Regions from separate parts of the Hordeum vulgare genome. Here region 1 is linked to region 2. A link is a contact called in public Hi-C data. All regions are on one chromosome and are shown on one strand. The core of a region is the stretch at or near the end of the contact, and the rest is flanking DNA. Distances in the headings are between cores, read along the strand shown.

Evidence for each region. A called contact is a pair of places that touch in the nucleus more often than the background predicts.
Region 1: a contact with region 2 is called in a Hi-C map of leaf, with 5 times the contacts expected there. The contact joins the enhancer-like site here to the promoter of LOC123447639 in region 2. A contact is called at or near these places in 4 of 6 Hi-C or Micro-C datasets (leaf and seedling) and 1 of 1 datasets of contacts at active chromatin or transcription factors (embryo).

What each region holds. Positions count from the first base shown.
Region 1 is chr4H:23,946,554-23,952,527 of MorexV3_pseudomolecules_assembly, forward strand. No RefSeq gene overlaps it. Among protein-coding and RNA genes, the nearest start is that of LOC123447639, 62 kb to the left of the region's middle. Within about 2 kb of position 4,233, at least 2 of the 3 cell types and tissues checked have open chromatin away from gene starts, as enhancers often do. A contact at or near this core is called in leaf, where this site is marked.
Region 2 is chr4H:23,884,506-23,890,294 of MorexV3_pseudomolecules_assembly, forward strand. It overlaps LOC123447639 (sulfite exporter TauE/SafE family protein 4), which reads right to left and starts at 2,716. Exons shown (of 12, transcript XM_045124249.1): 1 at 2,422-2,716; 2 at 2,170-2,329; 3 at 1,881-2,081; 4 at 1,661-1,722; 5 at 1,510-1,570; 6 at 1,348-1,415; 7 at 971-1,057; 8 at 542-592; 9 at 1-216. The coding sequence starts at 2,604.

The DNA.
Region 1 (5,974 bases), core at 2,983-5,482, 64 kb after region 2:
TCTACGGAATAGTCACGAACATTACATGTTATAGAAATATTTAAAAAAGCATGTATTAAAAAAAATTAGTATGCTATTCTTTTAGTTCGAAATGTCTAGAAAATAGCCACGAACATCCTTAGATGGCTACCCCCTCTCGTGAGTCGCCCCATACGTCATTCTGATTCAGGCTCCACACTCATCGCCGCCCTCCACAACTCATTTCTTAGAATGTTTGCACAAGCTTTTGCCTCAACTAACTCAACACATATGAACGAGGGTTCAAGGTTCAATTATTTTTCCCATAAGTATAACCATGAATCTGTGCATCCGAGGCATGCCTTGATATATGCTGCCAAAATTATTGAAATATCACCATAAACACTGATAAAATGCAAAGCAGTCGAATAGACCATGCAATAACCACCGATGAGAAAGCACAGCCGGTAGCCCGCTCCCTCCGCTACGGTACCTCGCCTACCCCCTCTCGCCGCAGCCAGCCGCCCTAGGGGCCACCCACCTCCACAGGTCGCCGGTCGAGCCTGTCCGGCCCCGCCCCCCAACTCCTCCTCCCGGATCCGCCCTTGCGCCACCACCATGGGAGGTGGATAGGGCGGCGCACGCGCCCCTCTCCCATGGCAGTCCTCCTACCCCTTCTCCTCCCCCCCCCGGCCGCCACTGGCGGGCGCCCTCGATGCTGGCCCGGGTGGTGTCGACGACGGCGGGACCTCCTGTCCGGGGCATGGGTTGGCGGTGGTGCTTCTCGGCATGGCAGCGGCCCAGCGAACCGACGACACGCGTTGTGGGGGTGCTACTCCTTGGCGGCGGGGCAGTGTGGTGTCGTGGGGTGGCCGGCGACGCGCCCCCGGCCTAGATCTGGCCCTACGGGTCTCATCTGGGTCCTAGCGGGCCGGCCACTGGCGCGCCTTTCATGTCTTCTGCGTAGCGAGGACGAGGAGCAGATCGGACGGGGAATGGCGACGTCGACGGTGTGCCTTCTGCAGCGCGGCGGCGGGAGCTTTGTGAGCATCTGAAGTCCCGGCCAGGCCTATGGGCCCACGAGTCTGGTATGGTCCTGCTGTCGCGTCTGGTCGGTTATCATCGTTGATGGTGGCGGTTGGGCCCTCCTGCATGCTGATGGTGTTGTTGTCCCTAGTCTCGACTCCTCTTTTTTGTTGTGCAGGCCCCACTTCATGGTGTCGTGGTGAGGCGGCGTGGAAGCTTCGATAACGTGTTGCCATAGGGTGGTGGACTGTTTGGTGGCATGCTCCGGAGCGCCCGAGGTGAAGGTTAGGATCGGGAGAAATCCCTATCGGCCTTGCCTAAACCGACGCGGTGGCGCCTGTGGGTTCTGTCGGACCTTCCTGGAGGGCGTCGGGGCTACCTTCATGCCTCCTCGCCGTGTACCTGGGAAACCCTTGGCAGCGGCGTCGTTATCATCATGTCCCTTCTTGGAAGTGTTGATTGGTACCGACGCTTCGGAGTCTAGGAGCTTGGTGGAAGATACCCAATGGGCGCAGCGGTCGGTCATCTAGAGGGCAACTTCCTGGATCCATATGTGGTTGTTACTCAGCGTGCGAAAGCCAAGGAGCATACTTGTGGGTCTAACCGATGGGAGACGGCCACACGGGGTACCTACAACCGATTTGGATGACGGTCCAACAATAGAATAGGTGGCTAGGCATCTAATTCTATGGTTAGCCGGTTGTGGTTTTTACGTTTATTTTTATTTTTATTTTCACATGAGACTTTGTATGGCTTTGTGCATTTTGGTTAGATCATTATTTAATGATATGACTGCATGCATCACATTAATGCAGAGGTAGGGGTAATCCTTCTTTTTAGAAAAAAAATGTCAATGAAATTATTTTTGTACATTAATGCAGAGGTAGGGTTTTGTACCTCATTTCTCTGGCGTTCTTTGACCAGTAATAAAAATGTGCCTAATGTCGAAATTAACAACCCAACTGATTTATTGATTTCGCATGGACCTTATAATTACAAAACCCTGGTGTTCTGTCCAATTGTCCTACAGTAGTACGGTGCAAAACAACGATCTCGTAGACCCCACACCAGCATATGTGGACGCATAATTCATGAACCTTTCGTGCCTACAAAGCTAAGCTGGGTGTGATACTGCGCACTTTATGTAGTTTTCAAAAGAAACGTAGTACGTACATAGTCTGTCTAACATAATGGCCCAGAGTTCTACTTTACTTTAAAGTTGTTTGTTAACCAGTTCAATCCATCTCAATCTCTCCACCGAACCCAGGGGATCGTCATCTTCCAATCAGATGCCCTCCACGGGTGTAAAAACATCCCGTGACATTCGTGGACAGGCGGGCAGGATGCCAGTGCGTGTGCACGGCAGAAGTCCACCGTAGCCACGAGTGGAACGAGACGAGCTTATAATTAGCTCAACGAACACACGAATCCCGACTAACTATTAATTAAACCCTTCGTTCAAAAACTATTAATTAAACCCCATATGTGATCATGTCATCTTTGTGTGAGTCTCCACTCTGTGTATGCCCTAATTATTTTCAGTGGAGGTAAATTACAAGACTACGACGCACGATTACATGCTGACCGATTACACAAACAAAAAACTGAGGCGGACGTACGACGTTGATTTTCCGACGATATATAATACGAGTTTCGGAACGTTCGTTCGCCTTATGAATGATAGCGAAGTCAAATTATCATGCTTAGTTATAAAAAATTCGCCACCACGTCGGGCGGGAGTAGATGATTGGGGCGGACGCCACTGATCGGGTCATCCATGCATGGGTAAAATTACGAGTCCATATGAAACGACTCAACCGGTTCCCTTGTGATTGAGATTAACCCACCTCCTTGTGTTTGTGTATTATGTTCATTCGGACTTGCCGTGCTGTACATGAGTAATGTCACTGCCCGGTTGCAGAGCACATCACGTGCTAGTTTAGCTTACGTGGTTTCCGGATTTGATCGAAATGGCAAGGGACCAGCTCGCCCGTACCATCGGTGGTTGCTGCTATTTAATGCTAAGTAAAAAAATAGACCGCGGCACCCTGCACTGCAGACGCCAATCACGTCGGGCGGCCATGCCTTTCATATGCCATGCCATTTTTTGAAAAAGCTGCATGCACATGTCAAAACTTGGTTGCAAACCGGAGCAGTGCCCTTTCAGTTAATCGGATGATATCGTACTCGGTCTCGATTGCGCGCTGATCATGTCATCAAGCTATCATGGATTTTGTGATCAATGGGTCACGGGAGATCATATTCGACTTGCGTTCCTCGGCTCGGCCGGGTAGCTGGCTGGCCTCGCCGCCTGCCGATGCGTGGAGGTCGACGGGCGCGGAGGCCACCGCCGTCCACATCCTCCAGGCGCCACCTCACGGCATCTTCAACAGATTGTTGGTTACTTTGTTGGTAAAATATGTCATGTCATCAGTTAATATCTTAACATACAACTACTTTAATGGGTTGTACTACATCCGTTCAAGTGTATAGGGCAATGCCCGTAGTTCTAGGTTGTCAATTTAACTAGTTAAATATTTTTTATATGCAATAAAAATTATATATATTCAGAAACTACATCTTCGCATGAATCTAATAATATATTATTTGTTACATATAATACATATTTAAGTAGTTATATTAACAACCTAGAACTACGCGCATACCATATGCACTTGGACAGAGGGAGTATCTAGTTTGCTTAATAAGATGTGAGGTAGTAAATAAGGTGCTCTTTCATTTTACATTGGAGCTTGTGCAAGGGTGTTGGTTAATTTACATACTCCGTACAACGTTACTCTCTTTCTTCATTTATTAGAAGACACATCATCAAGAATCCTATGTGTCAAAATTACCAACTACTATCTTACGTACCCTCAAGCCGTTCCAATCCGCTTGAGTGGATCTCCTCCGTACATGCCTATAAAACTTCTCAATGGCAGCAGGGTTGAGGAGTTGCATCGTTTCAGTTCTTTCTTTTTTCTCCCTCTTGTGTTGCTATCAGGGATGTTAGTTGTTGACCGCCGTTGCAGCGGGGAATCTCTCCTGCTCTGCACTCGACGATCGAGCCGGGGGCCGGGCCCAACCACGGAGCGTCACGTACGCACACGCGGACCGCCGTTGCAGGTACGTGTGCGTTGGTGAGCTTCTATCCGGCTTCTTGTTTATTCGTACTATAATATATACTCGGTGTCATCGTGGGGTGTCTCACACGGCAGACGGCACACATGAGAAAGCGATCGACGCATATGGTATTGGCATGGAATGATTACACGATCCCGTCTGGTTCTACCTCGCACAAGTAGTACGTAGCACGTACTGGCTGCAGACGGAGTCGACTGTCGCCGGTTTCGGGGATCGGGAGGTGATCGATATATCGCCATGTTCCGTCCTTGGCCAACCGTTGATGTGAATGGATAGAGGCTCGATCCAGAGGGTGTGGAGCGTAGCGCGTACGGCGCTGTTTGCGGACGTCGCTGTTTCCGGCCGAAGCGCCTGCAGGCTACAGCGCGCATGATGACAATATCGTTGAGGACGAAACGAGGTGAGCATGAGGAGGAGACGCGTCATGCATCGTATCCGAAAGGCCATGTATGGATCTACTTTGGAGCTTGGCTTCGTCGTGGTGCCAACACTAGTAGAAAAACGGGCTTCCATCCCAACTCAATTTACACATTAGTCCCGGTTCCATTACAAATCAGGACTAATGTTAGCATTAGTCCCGGTTCGAACGGCAAGGACGTCGGTCGGTCATTAGTCCCGGTTCAAAAGGGACCTTTAGTTCCGGTTCGTGTCTCGAACCTGGACTAAAGGGTTTGGAGGCTTTAGTCCTGGTTCATGTCTTGAACAGGGACTAAAGGGTAGACCAACCGGGACTAAAGGGGTTTTGTATTTTTATTTTTTCCTGTTTTTAAATTTTATTTTTGTTTGTAGTTTCTGTTTTAAATTGCTTATATCTTTTAGGATATTTAATTTTTTTTTGAGTGATTCTTTTTGCATTAGATTCAAAATTTTGTCTAGTTTCTGCTTGTGCAATTAGTTTTTAAATTTGAATGGTTTAAATTTGAATTTGTTCAAATTTGCTTTAAACCCAAATTGTGAATAACTTGAGTTTACAAATATTTTTTAATTTAATTCTTTTTTCTCCTAGTCATCTGTTAGATTGTTATCACAGTAAGATTTATTTGGTTACTTTTAGAATAATTTAAATTTGGATTTTAATTAAAACAATATTGTTTTGCTTATATAGTTGTTTTAGTTATTTAATTGTTGTTTTTTATTATTTTTAGTTAGTACTTTCTGTAGATTTTAACATGTTATAGTATGGTGCATATTAAATGCATAAAAAGTATGGAATTAAAATCATTTTAATAAAATGTCTTTGTAGCAGATGGGTTTTCGTCTCAAACCTTGATACTTCGAAGAATGATCCAGTTTGTACACGAAGTGCATCCAGTTTTTATCGTAACTCTCTCAGCTTTTTAGCACATGCCATGTGGGTGAAACTATGATACCATGCCAACTTTCAACCTTTTCAGAGTTCATTTGTAGTGCTTTTTAATTTCAGGGTCAATTAGCTCAAAAAAGTAAGTAAATGCATGAAAAATACCAAATGAAGTCAGAAAATATTGAAAATTTATGATGTGGCTTTAAATGGTGTATTTTAAACACACAAAAAGTATGGAGTTCAAATAAGTTCAAAAAAATGAAATCCCTTTGCAATAGATGAGTTTTCGTTCGAAACCCTGATACTTCGAAAGTTCATTTTGTACACGAAGTGCATCCAGTTTTTGACGTAACCCTCTCAACTTTTTAGCACATCCTATGTGGGAGAAATGATGATATGATGCCAAGTTTCAACCTTTTCAGAGTTCATTTGTCGGGCTTTTCAATTTCAAGGTCATTTAGGTCAAAAAATCATTAAATGCATGAAAAATAGCAAATGAAGTTATAAAGGGTCGAAATTTAGGATGTGGTTTTGAATGGTTTA
Region 2 (5,789 bases), core at 1,466-3,965:
AAGTAGTGGGCCGAGGATGAAACCGCCTCCAGAGCCGAGAAGACCACCAACTGTACCGCCCAGGAGGCCGCAGAAGGCGCAGAAGATGAGCTGTGTTGGTGACCACTCGATATTGGCCTCACAGACACACTCCAGGTTACCATTCATGCGTCTAGCACGGCTCTCCCTGCACAGCTGAACCGCTTTCCACACGAATACACTTACTGCAGCTGGGATCTGTATCAATCGACACACGTGGTTAGACTGTATCAGGTAGAAAAAGGTTGCATTGCAACACCCAATTTGTGCAGTGTACAACCGACGGAATAGTTAAGGTTTGGTGGAAGTTAAGAGGTCCTTAAAAACAGCTGATGGATGGTCTAAACATGCAAGTCCACCAAACTTTTCATGAGTTTTGAAAAGACATATGCATGTCCATTGCAATGATATGCTCTCAAACGTAAACAGAACGTTGAGCATAATGTACAACTTAAGTGAAAAGGCAAGATTGGATCTAATTGTTCAACTATAAAGTAGTGGCAGGCTGCATCGTGATTCTCACCTGGAAAATATTGATCACCCAGTAGAAAGTGCTGCATGTTTTGGAGTTATTCTGCATAGGAGTGAAAAATTACAGAAATTAGCAACAACTTTTAGCCAACATATGTCTGAAAAGGTTAAGGCACAAATGGCAACAGAAGAGCAGGAGCCTCGCTGTGCCACGAGGTAGTAATATAAACTGAAGAAGTTAGTAGTAAAAGCTGACAAATAGAACCACATGTACATGTGCTGAAGAGCTATAATTGACCGTGGACACTTCATACACAGCACATGTAAGATGTGCTTTGCTACTGTACTTATGGCTTATGTGAGAAAGGGGGTGACAAACAACCATGTCACTGTCAAATCCAATCAGTTTATGTTCCTAAAGGTTATCAACTAGACAACATTAAAAGTATGGAACTACTGCCATGATGCATATGAAAGAGACCTTCAGTATCTGCAGCACCAAGAAAGATGACCAAACAGCCAGTAGCACTAGGATATGCTTCCACCTCAAGTTGAACATCAAAGTCTCCTGGAATAAAAAAAACATGGACTCAATTATTAGGGCACAAATTGACAAGCTGTACTTTTGGGGTTTTGTTGTGCTGTTGCATGTTAAGGGCATCCGCCAAAGTTACTCTAAACCAGAGAATCATAAAAAATACTGTGTTAACTTCGCTAATCATGTCACCCTCGGAAGATAAACTATCCTAATCATATGGTTGCTTCGAAAGGTGTATCTAACAGCAACCAATCGATCTTAGTTATATGTTCAGGTCAGAAAAGCCTCAGAGTTCAAAGTGGCAAGTATTTGTGGCTTACCAGGCCAGACTTCTGCGTGGGCTTAGACTGGGGCAGGAGAGGCTCTGCATAACTCGGGTCAAGAACCACTGCAGATATTGAGTAAAAAAATTACAGCATGTTAAAAATGAGAAAAATGGATACTGACTGGAAACTTCGATGCAAGTAAAAAGTTAGTAGTACCATCGTTGGTAGCACTGGCACCAGAAGACTTGGACTGGGTTTCTCGCTCCCGTGTCTCCATCTGCAATCATTCACACAAGGATGTTCACAACACAATCCTATTAATGTTAAGGCAGGTAACAGGGGCAGGGCCAATGTGACAAGAACTAACCAGGATCCTTGTCTCCTCCCTCCACATGAGGATGCCTTTGTAGAAGGACCGCGAGGAGGTTCCTGCAAGGAGTTGATCACGCGCCAAAAAAAACGTCCACTTTAGTGATCTGACTGACAAGGCACACAAAGGAGCTAGGCCGCCAGCACGAAAGTCAGGGCATGGCTTTATTATTAACGGCACGTTGTGGCAGCACGATCGATCGAGCGAGGACACCAACCTACGAAGAGGATGATGATGAGGACGGTGATGAGCCAGTAGGGGAAGACGACGCTGAGCTCGACGCCGATGGTGATCCCGAGCATGAGCATGGGCTGGAAGAGCAGCGCGAGCTTGTAGTCGAGCACCGGCGCCTCCTTGGTCGGGTGCGACACCTGCAGGTTGTACCAGACCGACGACGCCGACGCCCCCATGATCATGCCTGCGCGCAAGCAAGACAAAAATTCCACGCGTGTGAGCAGAATCGACCCGTCGGACGGTCGAGACGGGTGGTAGAGCGGGCGGCTTACATTTGGAGAGCGCGGCGGCGGACTTGGTGTCGAAGCCGAGGACGAGGTTGAGGAGGGGCACGAAGATGCCGCCGCCGCCGACGCCGCCGACGGTGCCGAACGCGGAGCCGAGGAAGCCGACGACGGTGGCCACCACGAGCCGCCAGTTGAACTCGAGGTCCTGAAGCGAGACGGGGGGGTCAGCCGACAAACACCACACGAGCGTGCGAGGGGTTAGGCTCGAAGGGGGCGGGGCGGGGCGGGGTAGCTTACGGGCCAGACGCGAGCGGAGCGGGAGGAGAGGCGGGGCGCGCCATTGGGCGCGGCGGTGGAGGCGACGACGACGAAGCAGGCGAGGGCGGCGGCGCAGGCGGCTCCGCCGGCGAAGTATGCGAGGAAGGCCCGCGTGCTCGTCCTGTTCAGCCTGCCGTAGATGCCCGCCGGCGTGGACGCCATGCAGGCAGGCAGAGAGAGGGAGGGAGCGGCGACGGCTAGACTGGCGCGGCGAAGCAGATCGGTGCGCGACTGCGGGTAGCAGCACGGCGGGCGGGGGGAGGGAGGGGGGGAAGGAAATGGCGTGCGCCCGGCTCCGCCTGGCGATCTTATAGGCGGCGGGGGGGAGGGGGTGGGGTGGGGTGGATGTGGGGAGGGTGGAGGGAATTGAAGGAGGAGGCGGAATTGGCGTCGCCTTCTCGAATATTTTTGGACTGTTTTGGCTGGCACGCTGACTGAGCGCCGTGAATGGCAGGCGGTAAATAAAACGTTTCCTTCCTTCCCGGATAGCGGGGGATATGCCTACCTCGCGTTGCGTTGCGAACACGGGCTGCGAAACGGCTCCACGTTCCAAAAGAGAAATATCTTCTCCACGGTAACTAAAAATAGGTAGGCTACCTTAACAAAACGCTGTGCCTTGTGAAAATATTTCTCCACGTTTTCTTTTAGGTTCGGGTTTCTTTGTTAGGGCATCTACAACAGATTAGACGGCTGTTGTCTATAATATCCCTCCACGTCATTTGCAGACAACTGCTCCCTCCGTTTCTAAATATAAGTCTTTTAAAATATTTCATTAAAAGTCTACATACGAAGCAAAATGAGTGAATCTATACTCTAAAGTATGCCTATATACATCCGTATGTAGTCCACTAATGAAACCTCTTTAAAGACTTAGGAACGGAGGGAGTACTACAATGGATTGTCGTTAGGCTGGTCTAAAATTTCATAACGTGCGTGCATATTGTAAGGGATTTCCTACCCACGATGCGGTCTGTGGTAAACCATGCGGTCGTACAACGGGAAAAGATCCGGCTATATCTAGCGATATACTCCCTCCGTCCACAAATAAATGTACATATAGATTTTTACTTAGTCAATTTTTTTACAATTTAACCAACTTTATAAAAAAAAGATAGTAGCAACATATATAACATGAAAATGATATATTTGAAAACTTCATATAAAGATAAATCTATTCATACTAATTTGATGTCATAAATGCTAGCATCTTTTTTAATAAAGTTAGTCAAAATTTAACTAGTTTGACTGACAGAAAATGAAAATGTACACTTATTACCGGACGGAGGGAGTATGCGGCAACCGGCCGTCGCTAGAACTCTCTCTCCCATGTCAGCTATTTTGCTGACTGTACCCTGTTGTACATGCCCTTATTATTCCGGGCATGTCGTCTTGGTATATTCCTACAACGCTTGTTCACACTCTTTTTAGATCGAAAAAAGTTGATGCCCGCAGTATATTCTCTTTAAATTCCCACAAAAAAGTACAATCTTTTTAATTGCAACACTTTCTTTCTTTTGCGGGGATACGTTACTTTCTTTCGGCGACGCCCTTACGGAAGCTAGCAGCTCCAAAAATGGTCTTTGTCGGAGTTATACATCACACGATACACGCCTCCACGACACCATTCTGTTTCGTACTTTTATGAGATATAGTTGGTATATGTTGAAGGTGTGTCTGATGCCAATCATCATAAACTATGGAATTAGTAAAAAGGATATGTTAGTGTTACAATGTTTCTGTAAAACAACTGAGCATGAGAGAGCAAATAATCTCGTATACATAACAGGATAGGCTAACAGTCACCGGAAAAGATAGGAAACAAATTGAAAATATGGATCTGTGTTTCCAGTTATAAATATGATGTTTACATATTTGTGTAAGGGCCAAAGCCCTGACGGCGCGGCGGTGGCGGGACCCCTCGGTCGTTGTTCTCGAGCGTGGGGGCGACGCTGCTCAACTGCTCCACGCGGTGATGCTATGGTGCAAGGGGCTCCTCCCTTGGCTTGTGGAGCCACGGTGGCGGCGGTGAGGGCGACGCATCGGGGTGGCAGCTGTTCCAGATCTAGGTGGGGTTGCTCCTCTGGTCGTCGGCTCACGGGCGGCGCGAGCGGAGGCGGCGAGGGCCGGCCGCCGCTGGCGGTCTTTGCTGATGGTGGCGGCTGGTGTGGGGGTGTGCCATGGTGAAGGTATGGCGGCGTCTTCACTCGTCGGTGTTTGCTGGCGATGAGGTTGGGGGCACAAGAAATTGCTTGTATTTGATTGCATGATTGTTTGAGAGAGGCCATCTTCATCGTACACCTCACACAGGCTGATAGACCTTAGGTCATCCACTTTAAAAAAATGTTGTTGTCCTACAAAATTCTGCACTTGGCCCAACAAGTTTACAAGAATAAAATTATGTAGTAGACATCAGAGGTCGCTTTGCCGAACCCCTTTGTGACTTTGAAAGTAGGGACCAGTTAAGTCGTTCAACTTGATACTAACAATGCCATTATATAATATATTTTTACTCCAGTTTCACCAAGTCGCATTGAAACCATGCATCTCATGACATTCAAGCAAAAAGTCCCAATTAATATTGTCATAACCCTTTCAAAGTCAATTTTAGGAACTATACCCACTTTTTCTCTTCACTTGACTATGACGGAGAATCTCATGAAGATATAAGATACCATGCATTATATTTTGATGCTTAATAATAGCATTTTGGTGACGACTATTTAGTTTATTTGCAAACATGGGCACACGATTACCCAACACCTTAGTAACAAGTTTAGGCCCTGTTTGGAACCATAATTGATTATGATAATCTGGATTATAATCTGGTTTATAAAAATAATCTGGATGGACATGTTTGGAGGTCAGATTATATAAACTGTAATCCAGGTTTTACATTAAATAATGATCCGTCTGTCCTCTGGTTTTTTTAAAATAGAGGAGGATGGCGGTGGTAGGAATGTAATCATCTCCAACTTTGCAAGGATAATGAGTCATTATCAATCCATAATCTAATTTTAACTGGTGTAGAGTAGATTATGAGTTTTTAATAATCTGTTCATCTAATTTTTATAATCTACACCATAATCTGTCCCGTTTAAAGATAAAATAGATTATAAAAACTGGATTATATAATCTGATTGGTTCTAAACAGGGCCTTACATGGCCATCTAAGTAAGCAGATGGGGAGGAACGAAGATTTTTTTAGCTCCACCAAGCATAGGAATCAAGGTAATCAACCCATGACCGAGACAGGGTCACATCAAGGGTGCCCGCGTGAAAAAGCATGAAACAAGCACATAATGATAGGTTTGACAAAATCCCAGCAACACTTATCAAATTCTGCCGGA